Regions from separate parts of the Mus musculus genome. Here region 1 is linked to region 2. A link is a contact called in public promoter capture Hi-C data. All regions are on one chromosome and are shown on one strand. Each heading gives the region's core, a stretch centred on a gene start, on an enhancer-like site or on the middle of the called end of the contact. The rest is flanking DNA. Distances are from core to core; before and after follow the strand shown.

The links. Promoter capture Hi-C pulls out the DNA fragments that hold promoters and counts their contacts.
Region 1: a promoter capture Hi-C map of pre-B cells shows a contact between it and region 2, with 3 times the contacts expected there. The contact joins the promoter of Tram1 here to the enhancer-like site in region 2. A contact is called at or near these places in 1 of 39 promoter capture datasets (pre-B cells), 10 of 484 Hi-C or Micro-C datasets (CD4 T cells, Sertoli cells, Th1 cells and 7 more), 4 of 115 datasets of contacts at active chromatin or transcription factors (effector CD8 T cells, embryonic limb bud, microglia and 1 more) and 3 of 9 other capture datasets (adipose tissue, liver and pancreatic islet).

Annotation. Positions count from the first base shown.
Region 1 is chr1:13,587,436-13,593,848 of GRCm38.p6, forward strand. It overlaps Tram1 (translocating chain-associating membrane protein 1), which reads right to left and starts at 2,475. Exons shown (of 11, transcript NM_028173.5): 1 at 2,165-2,475. The coding sequence starts at 2,287.
Region 2 is chr1:13,423,259-13,429,046 of GRCm38.p6, forward strand. No RefSeq gene overlaps it. Among named protein-coding and RNA genes, the nearest start is that of Gm39595, 3.7 kb to the left of the region's middle. Within about 2 kb of position 3,768, at least 280 of the 459 cell types and tissues checked have an H3K27ac peak or open chromatin away from gene starts, as enhancers often do. A contact at or near this core is called in Sertoli cells, Th1 cells, adipose tissue and 12 more, where this site is marked.

The DNA of each region.
Region 1 (6,413 bases), core at 1,225-3,724, 160 kb after region 2:
CAAAATACCATCCTCGCTCTTATTTCAGCACACAGGCACGCTGTACTTCTAAGTTAGACTGAGATTAAGTAGCAATTATTTTCAAAGTCACACACCAAAGCCCACGCTGTCAGTTTCTCCTGCCCCTGAACGACGAGCGTGCGTCGTTACCATATGGTCAAGGAGAATAAGTGACCTGCACGAGCTGCTCTGCTCGGCTCACCATTTTAACAGCACACCTTTCTGGAGTGATTTAAAAGCTTCTAGTTAGCATTAAAGCATCCACTTACTGTCAGAAACCTTTAATCCGGCACACAGAAGGCAGAGGCAGGTGGTTCTTGTGAGTTTGAGGCCAACCTGGTCTACATTAATAAATTTCAGGATAGCCAGGACAACACAAAAAGTCTCTACCTCCAAAAAAAAAAAAAAAAAAAGTCACTAATGTAATAGTGACCATCCTAGAAAAATAGGGCAGAAGTTTATATAAAAACTGAGGTTGTGGCATTTCTAAGTGTCCAGACTTCTGCTGTCAATTTTCCTTCCCTTACAGCCTGTGAGTATGCTCAGCAGATCAGCACACCTCTGAAGGCAGGGGCTGTCAGGATGAGAAGCGGAGGTGAGCAGTGGTCTTCAGAGCTAGAATTCACTATGTAGTTGCCACTGGATTTGAATTCACAACTCTCCTGCATATGGTGACAAATGCCTACTGGCCACGTCCATGAGGTACCTTTAATACTATAGCAAGAAAACAGTTTTCACAAATTCAGAGATTACAAACATACATTGTGTATGTTGCTTATAACTGAACCCAGAGCCATACTTCTGAGCCACGCAGAAGCAATAGAGCACCAAGCACTAAAGACTCGAGGTACAGGTCAGCCATAAAACTCCTAGATTCACGCTACAACCAATAATCAAAGCAAGCATTTACTACAGGGCCACAATCAAACCCTAGATATGTAAATACCACCCACTCATATAATACTGTCAAACTTCTCTAAGCCGAATTACCTGATTCCTCAAACGGCAGCTGTGAGGCCTGTACAAGCGATGTAAGGGAGGATGAACAGCGTATCTGAGTTGGGTTATCTAGTAAGCGTTCTGACTAGTTCTATTTGCCCTTCACCCTGCAACCCTCCTTAGTTAAGTGGCTACAACCATCTGTGACACTATCAAGAACAAGAAGTACTTACATGTAGATTCAGAAAAGACTTTTGGAAGAGAAAAAACATCATATAACATAGAAAATTATCTAATGACACCAAATTGGCTCCATGGAAAACAAAAAACAAAATCGTAATCACTTTTCATCACTGGCTGTCTCATTTCATTAGTTCCTTGCTTTCAACTCAAACCTTTAAAGCTCGATTCTTCACAGCGGAAAAAGACTAGTAAAAATGGATGACAAAATATTTATCCTCACTAGGTTACATGCCAGGGAGAGAGGAGACAAAATGGTAATCATCAATATATCAATATATTTAATGAGACTCAGTGGCTTACAGATAAAAAAAAAAAAAATGGAAGGGGGAGGGGAGTGGGCGGAAGTACTGAGGAAGGTGGAAAAAAAAAAAAAACCCGTAGGATGTTACAGGTTCACCTTGCAAACTTTATTACCCACATTCAACAGCTGTTAAATAAGTCATCAAAATACTCAGATCTGTGGGAAGAGAATTTACACACTCCTGACAGTCTCATCGCCTCTGCTTCAAGAAAGGAAATCGCTCAACTCCTCAACACAGCTGTTGCGAGCCTCGCATCGGGATCAGACCCGATGCTCCGGGAACCCAGAGTCCAGAGCCCAGGCGGAAAGTTGGACGAGCGGCCGTCGGCGGGCAGGGGGCCACCGGGTTCGAACACCCGGTCCTCGCCCTCCGCGCAGGCAGCGGCCGAGGCCGTGGGTCGGGGTCGAGCAGGGGTCCCTGTTAGTCATCCGGCCCCGCTGCCCCGGCCCCGGGTCCGCCCATCGCGCAGGGCCAGCACGGCCGCGCCCGCCACCCCCGCCGGCCCCTCGCCGGCTGCCACGTAACCCTTCGCGGGAAGCAGGAACTGCGCGGCGCGGGAGGGGGCGGCGGGCCGGACCGGGCCAGGGCTGCAGGGCCGCGGGGGGCTGCGCAGCTCCGGCCGGGTACGCTAGGGTCGGCGGGCCTGGCCAGGGGTCCGGGGTCCGGGAAGGAGGGCTCACCTCGAACATAAGCCCCAGCAGGAAAAGCATCGCCAGGCAGGAGACGATGTCCGCGTGATTCTGCAGCAAGAATTCGTGGCTCAGCAGCGGCGGGTTCTTGTTGCTCTTCTTGCGAATCGCCATGGTGGAGCCGCCGCCTGTGCCTGCAGGTGCTTCCTCCGCCCCGCTCCGAGCTCTCGGCTGCTCACCGCCGCGCCGCCGCCTCCCGCTGGCTGCTCCGCACAGCCCCGCCGCAGCCGCTCGCTGGGGCTTCACTTCCCATCCCACAGCCAGTACGCAGCCGCCGGGGCGGCCCGAGAAAAAAAAAAAAAAAAAAAAAAAAAAAAAAAAAAAAAAAAAGGCCAGCCTGCAGCGGTGGCGAGCATGCGCACCAGGAAGAAACCGCGCGCTCGCGCCGTGGCCGCACCTGGTGGCCCACAGCGCCCCCTGTGGGCTGGAGGTCGCGGAACGCGAGTGGCGCGCGGAGGTTTCGCGCTGGGAGTTGGGAGTCGTTTGGGGCGCGAGCTTCCTGGGAATGGTTCATACCTTCGCGTGCTGCTGCAGCATGCACGGCTGCTGGGTGCCTTCGCGCCCTCCCGACCCACCCTGGCCTTGGTGCTACCACGTTCCACACTTGTTGGCCACTTGTGTAAGCGATAGCCACCGTCTAGAAAATTTGGAAAAACGAAGTAGCCTGCTTGTTCAAGGGCTTTTCGCGAGTTTGAGCCTTCCAACGTTGCTGTGGATGAGCTAGTGGTTGACTCCTGTAGTCCCATTGTTTGGGACGCTGAGGCAGGAGAAGTGCTCTGAGTTTAATACCATCCAGGGCTACATAGAAGCATCTTGTTTCTAAGTCAAAAATCAAAAACCAAAACCAAACCAAACCAAAAATCCCCTAAGTGTTAAACGCTTGCTTACCTCAGAGTTAAGCTCTTTTCTGTCCTGTCCAACTCCCCGGTCCCCACTGGAAGTTTAGATTTACTTGTTACATGGTATTAACACTACTTAGGAATCCCAAGAAATCGTGAAAAGGGATCCCTTGCCAAATCCTCCACTCTCCTACTTCTGTTTAACCCGGGGTATTTATTTTTTTCTGAAAAAGTGCACTACTTGCCCAGTCCAGAAGCTAAAATCCTAGGTTGCATCTTTTTATTAGCCTTTTGACATCTAATATAGCACCAAATCCAGGCAATTCAGTCTCTTTCCCTATTCCCACCGCTATAGTATAGCCAGGAGGGGGCCTGGCCTGGAATATTACATTTCCAGTGTAATCATGGTAGTTTAAAAAGGTGGTTACTGCCGGCAGTGGTCACACGGGCCTTTAATCCCAGTACTTGGGAGGCATAGGCAGGCGGATTTCTGAGTTCGAGGCCCGCCTGGTTTATAGAGTGAGTTCCAGGATAACCAGGACTACACAAAGAAACCCTGTTTTGAAAAATCAAAAAAAAAAAAGTGGTTATTGCGTCAATTTATTATTATGCTCAACTTATTGCCTGTGTTTCTACAGACAAGTTACTTCTATGAGGCTCAATTCCCTTACTTATGTATCCATTGGCTCAACAAGTAAGGATAGAGAGTTGACCTAGTAGAAACTTCACTGGGGATTCAGAACATAAGGGAAATGTCAAATTAACTGATCATTATGGGCTTACATTCTCATGCTGGAGAGAGAATCTTTTTAAAATATTTTAAAAGTGCAATGTGTTAAGTGGAGCTGAAGCACCAGGAGGAGAAGCTTAGGACAGCTGACGAGGAAGCAAAGCCAGTAGGTTTCATTTGTTGGGAGGGTGATGGCGTCCACCTCAATTATCCAAGGGGCTTCTTCAAGGCTCAAGAGAGCGGGGCACTAGACTTAGCTATTATTTTCCTTTCTGGTTAACATTGTGTTTTACTTAGTTCCAGGTCAGTTCCCACTTGCTCCCCATCTAGAATGTTCTTTGTGAAAGCACTGTTCTTTCCTGTTTTCTCCTTTTCTTTCATGGAAAACTATCCTTTCATGATCTGGTCCTGCTTGCCCAAAACAGGCTTGGTCTTGTCCTTCAGTCTCCCCCACTCCTGACTCTGATTTGCATTGCGGAAGACTAAGAAGCTATGGCATGCTTTCCCAAACTCCTTTCTGCCTTTGTGTCATTTTTTGTCTTTGTCTGGAACATTTTCTTGTCTTCTCTACCTAGCAGAGTTTGTGGTTCCTTCAAGTCTTCACAGATACCAAGGCTGACCAAACCAACCTGATCTTATGATCACACTATATTCTAACAGAGCTTGGATATAAAAATTATAGAGTTCACTAATTTAAGGTGTATGTTCCTATTGGCTATCATGTATTTACAGAGTTGCACAATTGTTAACACAACCTTAGTATGTGTATATTTAATCCCCAAAAGAAACCTTGTACAGATTACCTGTACAGTGTTACTGTTCTGATGTTAAATGTTCCCCAAAACTGTGTATTAAAGCTTCATCCAGGGCTGATGGGCTATTGTGAGGTAATAGAAGCTCTGGGCAGTGAGGTCATGCGGGAAGTACGTCCTTGGGGGCTTCCTACTTTTGTTGCTTTTTTTTTTTTTTTTTTTTTTTTTTTTGTATTTTAGATTGGGTCTTACTCTTTTAACTCAAATTGGTCTCAAACTCTATAGGGTCCTGCGACTTCAAACTCACTGCAGTTTTCTTGGCTCATCCTCCCGAATGTTGAGATGATAGCTCTGAACCACTAAGCCTGGCTGGGCTGGGAGTATGGCGGCTGCCTTTCCTACATCCTTGACTTCCTTTGCCTCCAGGACTCTCTCTCTCTCTCTGTCTCTCTCTTTCTCTCTGTCTCTCTCTCTGTCTCTCTCTCTCTGTCTCTGTTTCTCTCTGTCTCTGTTTCTCTGTCTCTGTTTCTCTCTCTCTCTCTCTCTCTCTCTCTCTCTCTCTCTCTCTCTCTCTCTCTCTCTCTCCTTCCCTCCCTCCATCTCTCTCTCCTGGATAGGCAGCTGCTTTATTCCCTCCCATCCCTGGTGGTGGTCACCATGAGGTGGCCATGATGAGTGGGGCCAAGCAACCACAGACTAGAACCCCTGCAAATGTCATCAAGAATGAAAGGAAATATATTCCTTTATGTTGTCTCTACCAGATATTTATTTGCCACAATGACAGAAAGCTGATGAACCTACCCATTTTTTTTATGAAGTGGCAATGCTGTATTCTGGCTGAAAATCTGTCTTCTGGAGGACTAGACCAGTGTTCTTTGCATTGCTTCTCCTGTGAGCTGGTGCTATATTGTCAAGTTTTCTTTTTAGATCAGCTCTTTCTTATGGGGCTCTGGGTGTACTTTTGCTCACAGACATTTATCTGCCTGCTTCTGTCTCCTGACTGCTGGGATTAGAGGAATGTGCCACCGCATTCGACCTTTAAGATTTAATTGAAATTTATTGAAACAGCCAGTTTCATTGAAAAAGACTTTCCATAGACTAGAATGAAACTCTGACAAATTTTACCAAAGAGCCAAATATCAAAAATTACTTGAAATATATGCTTCAGATATACTAATCTTGAGCATGTGTAAGGGGGACTTTGTAATGCATCAATCAAGTCTTGCGTACGAGTCTGTGAGCAAGATTTTTCTTCTTAGAGTTCATACCTGGAATAGAAGAACATAAGCAAGTGTGTGACTTCTCTTGTTATGTCATGCAATGCATGGTCAAAGCAGTGTAAGGAAAGGGGCTTATTGTGGTTCCTGGCTTAGAGGATGTAGTCTGTCATGGTGAGGAAGTCGTGTGAGCAGTCAGGAAGCAGAGAGATGCCTTGCCAGTTGGTTGTGGTTTGCATGAGAAATGCCCCTCCACCCCCACCCCCCTAGTGTCAGGCATTTGGTCCTTGGTTGCTGGCATTGTTTGGATTGGTTTAGGAGATATGCGTTGCTGGAAGAAGTGTGTCAGGGAACAGGCTTTGAGATTGTACAGTCATCTCTCTCTCTCTCTCTCTCTCTCTCTCTCTCTCTCTCTCTCTCTGTTTTGCATTTATGGCTGAGATGTGGTTTCTCTACTTCCTGTTCTTGCCACCATGCCTGCTGCTTGTTGTCTTGTCTCCCTGCAGTGATGGACTCTTAGCCCTCTGGAACCATAGTCAAAATAGACTCATCTTTTTGTAAGTTGCCTTGGTCATGGTGCTTTATCAGAGCAACAGGAAGTAAGTAAAACAGCGCTCTCTCTCTCTCTCCCTCTCTCTCTCTCTGCCTCTCTCTCTCTGTCTCTGTCTTTCTCTGTCTCTGTCTCTCTCTCTCTCTCTCTCT
Region 2 (5,788 bases), core at 2,518-5,017:
CTGTCTTGAAATTTGCTTTGTAGACTAGGCTAGCCTCAAAAATCTGTCTAGTTCTGCCTCCTGAGTGCGGGAATCAAAGATGTGGAACTACTGGTTTTGAAAAAAAAATGTTTTTGTTTATGTGTATGTGCTTGCATGTGTGACACGTGTCTGGGTGTCCTTTCAAGCCAGATAAAGGTGTCAGACCCCTTCAAGCCAGAGTTACAGACAATTATGGATACTAGGAACCAAACTGGGGTCCTCTGGAAGAACACCAAGTACTCCTAACTGCCGAACCACCTCTCCTGCTCCATCTGATGGTTTTGCCTCTGCCTCTGCCGACTGTCAAAGATTTATCTTCCTCTTGTAGTCTTTGTTTCGATCCTGTCGCTTCAGGCCCAGCTCAGGTCCCTGGGCATCTGTCTCACTTGTGCAACATACTGTTGCTACTTAGGGCTGTGACTCGTGCAGTGGCTACCAAAGTGTGACTCCTTTAGCAGCAGACTCACTAGGAAGGAGTCCCTGAGGACAGGGCCAGTGCGGACATCTGATAGTTATGCCTGGCACATGAGAGAAACCTAAACCATGCTTCACATTATTCATTGAGTGGGCTTCTCTAAGCAGGTTCAGGGACGGTTACATTCCACTCTGAGCTGCCTTCAACTGAGAGGAGGCGAAACTGCTACGCAGAACATCTTGCTTATAGTCAGAGACTCCATGCTGCCAAGTAGCTAATTCTATCCCCTTTTTACTGTGGGCCATTTTTAGTATGGTTTTCATAATATTTAGGTACCCAATGTATTTGCTGCTGACTCCCAAGTGTTGGACAATCGCCCTGATTTACTATATTATGATACAGTCTTTGCTTTGCTTTCTCTGGCACTGTGTCTACTGTACACTGCGTGTGTGCGCTGCACACTGTGTGCCACACATGCCTGGAGACCAGAACAAGATGCTGAGCCTGCTGAGGTTCTCTGCAAGAGCAGAGCAAACTATTTATTTATTTATTTATTTATTTATTTATTTATTTATTTATTTATTTAATGTATATGAGTACACTGTTGCTGTCTTCAGACACACCAGAAGAGGGCATCAGATCCCATTACAGATGGTTGTGAGCCACCATGTGGTTGCTGGGATTTGAACTCAGGACCTCTGGAAGAGCAGTCAGTGTTCTTAACCACTGAGCCATCTCTCCAGCCCCAGAGCAAGCTCTTAAACACCACACCGTCTTACAGATCCCAATATTTTATCTCCTGTCTAAGACAATGATCACACTAATTACATTGCTGCATCAGGCACTTCTCTGTTGCTGTGTTAGCTCACCATGACCAAGGCAACTTACAGAGAGAAGAGTTCATGTTGGCTTACTGTTCCAGAAAAGGAGTCCATAATTTCAGGGAGAGGGATGAGCTGGTTGCTAAAGCAGGAAGTTGAGAGACACACAGGAAGTCTAGGGTGCCAACCAGAAGCAAAGCTAGGCTATAAACTCTCCAAGGCCATCCTCCAGTGACATACTTCCTCCAGAAAGGCTTCACTTCCTGAATATTTCTTAGCTTCCTAAACAGTACCACCAACTTAGGACCAAATGTTATTCAAATATCTGAATCCTGTGAAGGACATTTCTCACTCAAACCACCACAGTGTACACACACACAACACACTCAAACTACCACAGTGTATACACACACAACACACTCAAACCACCACAGTGTACACACACACAACACACTCAAACCACCACAGTGCACACACACACAACACACTCAAACCACCACAGTGCACACACACACAACACACTCAAACCACCACAGTGTATACACACACAACATATGAAAATTATTCTGGGCATTTGTCTCAGGAAAATGAAAATTGATGCTTACATAAAACCTATATACAAATCTTTACAATAATTTTACTTCTGACGACCGAAATTTGGAAGACAACTCACAATTCCTTCAAAAGATGAGTGATTAAACAAATAATCCATCCATGCATCGAATATTATTCAACAATGAAAAGGAGTAAATTACACACACACACACACACACACACACACACATATATATATATACAACAACTTTGATGAATCTCAATGAATTGGTAGCAAATGAAAAGTCAGTCTTGAGATGTATGGTCCCACTCACTACAACATCCTTGAAATGACCGCATTCAGAGATGGAAACGTATTAGTGGTCTAAGATGGTGGCCAGGCTTTGAGAGAGTAAGTAGCAAGATTGGTCTTCACGTGGACTTGGGATGTATCTTGACTGATGATGCTGACATGAACACATACACGTTATGAGCTTGCACACATACAAGCATGTAAGACTTAATGGATGCATAGAAGCCTGCTAGATTTTTTTACCAATGCACATTTCCTGGTGATAAGATTTGTGCTATAACTACAGGATGTTGCTTTCAAGGAGCCTGGACAAAGGGCATACATACTCTTTCTATATTATGTCTTATAACTATTTGGGAATTCCCAGTGATCCCAAAGGAGGAGTCTGGCAAGTGCTCGCAAGCTGGAGCTGTTTTAGGACTTAGAAAGGAAAACTGTACATACAATGCTCATCTTTGGCAAGCTTTCTGGGACTGTGTGAATCATCAGTGTCATCTTAGAGTCTGGAGGTAACCCCGGCGTGTGGTTTTTATAATTGGAGATCACACCATGAAGATGTACCCACCTAGATCCTGTCCTTTCAATTTGGAGTTAGCAGCCTTATTAATTTTTTCCCTCATTGGTGTCCATGAGCTGCACTAATGACTTCAGTAAATGTTTCTACTACTTAAGAGATTTTCTGTGAGACATTGAATGCTGTATTATGGGTGCTCTCTATAAATACTGCTTAAAATTAGATGGCAAAGGCTCCCAATTCACATCCTGCCAACTGTCTTACCACACTTTTCCCCCCCTTGCCTGTTTGCCTGCCATGCTATCCTCTATAATGAGTGAGTTACAGTAATTGTAGCTGGAAAAATCATCATGCAAAGTGGGGGGGGGGGGGGGCGGGGCGGGGCGGGGCGGGGACGGCTCAAAACCTGCCTTATTTTTAAATGAGTAAAGCTTCTGTCGGTTTTTTTTTTTTTTTTTTTTTTGGCCGCGTTTCAGCCTCACAGCGAAGTGAAAGAGCCAAAAGAGGCAGTGGGGTAACTGGCACGTGGGGGGTGGGGTGGGGGTAGGGTCGTGGCAGCATCAATTAACCGGATTTCATTTTCCCTTAATAAAGAAATTCGGTTTTTCCACAGCTAACTGTATAATCAATTTGCTGCCCCGCTGCTTTGCTAACTGGCTGTTGGCGCCACTTCAATACTATTGAGCCTAGCCTGTGGCCAGAGCTCGAGGAGGAGCCAGCGGCAGGGAGGAGGAACTCTCTGCCGGACTCGGACAGACTCAGACTCGGCCGGCCGAGTTGACTCCTTCCTGCAATTTCTCTGCGCTTTGTTTGCTCCCATCTTTCTTTCCTTGTTATTTTGACGCATGATCTCATGTAGCCCAGGCTGGTCTCACTAGTAGTGGAGATTACACGCAGGGATCACAACATCTGCTTTATGCAGAGCTGGGGACTGAACCCAGGGTTTTATGCGTGCTACACAAGTACTCTACCGGTTGAGCTAAATCCTGGGGCCTGAACTCTTTAGTTCCCCCTCCCCCATTTCCCCCCTTCTCTCTCCTCTTCTTTCTATCTACGTATTTCTTTTGAAATTGCCTGCGTATGTTTGTGCGAGCGCGGGGGTGGGGTGAGGTGGAGTGGGGCGTACGACAGGGGGTGGGGAAGTTCGCGCCTGCCAAGACATGGGTGTGGAGGTCAGGCAGATTGCTTGCTGCAGTCTGCTCTCTCCACTGCGTGGATCCCCAATGATTGAACTCAGATCATCAAGCTTGCTGGTGGCAAATGTCCTTTCCCCCTTAGTCATCTCATTGGCTGTCTGTCTTTTCTCTGTAGGGAGCAAGAGCTGGCTGAGATGCCCACTGCTTGCCTTAACCCCTTGAGCTCACGTGATCTTGCTGCCTCAGCCTCCTGAACAGCGGAAATGACAGGCAAACACAGTGGCTCTTTCATTCCAGTCGTAGAGAATAACTAATTTTACTTATGATCATTAGTGTGTTCGCTGGTACTTTTATGTCACCTTAGTAACTCTGATGCATCTGTGCCCTGCTGTAGGCCAGAGGACTTGGTTCCCTCCTCTATTGTTTGAAGCAGGGTCTCTCTTGTTTCTAAGGTTCTGTTTACTCAGCTCGCTGACCTGTGAGCTTCTAGGTGATTCCTCTGTCTTCACTTCGTGCCTCCTTGTGGGTGTTTGAGGACTACAGATGTGCACCACCACCTCTGGATTTTTTATGTGGGTTCTGGGGAATCTAACTGAGGTCAACGGACTTTAGTGTGCAAGGCTTTACCCACTGAGCCATCTTCTTGATGCTCCACGCGTCCCCATCCCTCTGGTATAACAGCTGACTCTGGTATAACAGCTGACATGGTATTAGAGCTGCCTTAATCACGTTCTGATGTCTGGTTGACAAGTTTAAAGTCTTCCATTTACTGTGGCTTTGGAGCACTCTGGAAGGATTTTAGTTTTATGGTATTATCTAACTATGTAGGAATTTAGAGTGTTGAGGAAAAAAAAAAAAAAAAAAAAACCCGTGTTTCCAATACAGTTGTTTCTGTGAGTGAAGCAGCTGAGTCTGTAGCAAATGCTCTTTGCAATCAGCACTTTCAAGTTATCCTTCTGTCGGCTTGGAGAGAGTGCAGAAAAACCACATTCTCTCCTAACTGCTGATTGTGTTCTTGCAGCCTGTCCCAGGCCTGCAAATTATACCCTGTACGACGGATCGGATCGCTCACTAACTCACTTGTAGTTCCACATTTTTCTCTCTAGCTTGCTGGATTACAAGACACAAGTTAAACTACAAGATAAACAAATATTATCTTTAGTCACAGAATCACCAGACAAAAAGCCCCTCAGAGCAAGCTGGCTCCACCCTCCTTGTGGCTATTTCTGCTCCTTATTCTGAAGGCTGCACTTCAGTTTAAGGACCGTGGACTTGGAAGGCCTGAGGAAAGCTTGAGTCAAGATGGCCAGGACAACATCTGTCTCTGTGCTGGGACCCTAAAAGCTCCCCTGATAGCTTTGTCATCTTTAGTCCCTCGAGTAGCAGGCCTCTGAGGATCACACACCTTGAGAGGTCATGGTGTAGACATGCACACTGAGCCTTCTAGCCTCAGCTGTGGATCCTTCCTGTAGTTCTCGGAGTCATTTTTCTGACATTCATACCTCTAACTGTAAAGTTGGCGCTCCATGTCTCTGTGCCCTCATCCCTCAGTGATAACTATATCACAGTTTGGAATGAATCCCCTCCAAACCTATTACAGTTTCCCACTTCCCCCTACCTGACTTTTCTTAGAGGATCCCTAAGATGGATTCTAGCGAGCTGAGATATTTGTCTAGTTCTCTTGTATTTCCATCTGGTGTGGGGCTTCTTTTCTTATGAGTTATACTCAAAGGGGTAATAAGACCTGGAGAGGTAAGAACACATGTCCCATTGACTGTGACCTGTGTTTCTCTGGAATCCCCAGGGTCAGTGTTCACCCTAGGCCATGTCTGCAATGGAACACAGCATTCTTTTTTTCCCCATGAACATACCCCATCTGTTGAATAGCCCTTCACTTTCCAATGAGATCTCCCTAAATAGACTTAATTAACAATTCATTCAATTGCCTTGAAATCAGAAATTCAAGCACACTAGAGGACTCTATCTCTGATCATAGGAAAACAAACATACAAGACAATCATGACTAAATTTCTG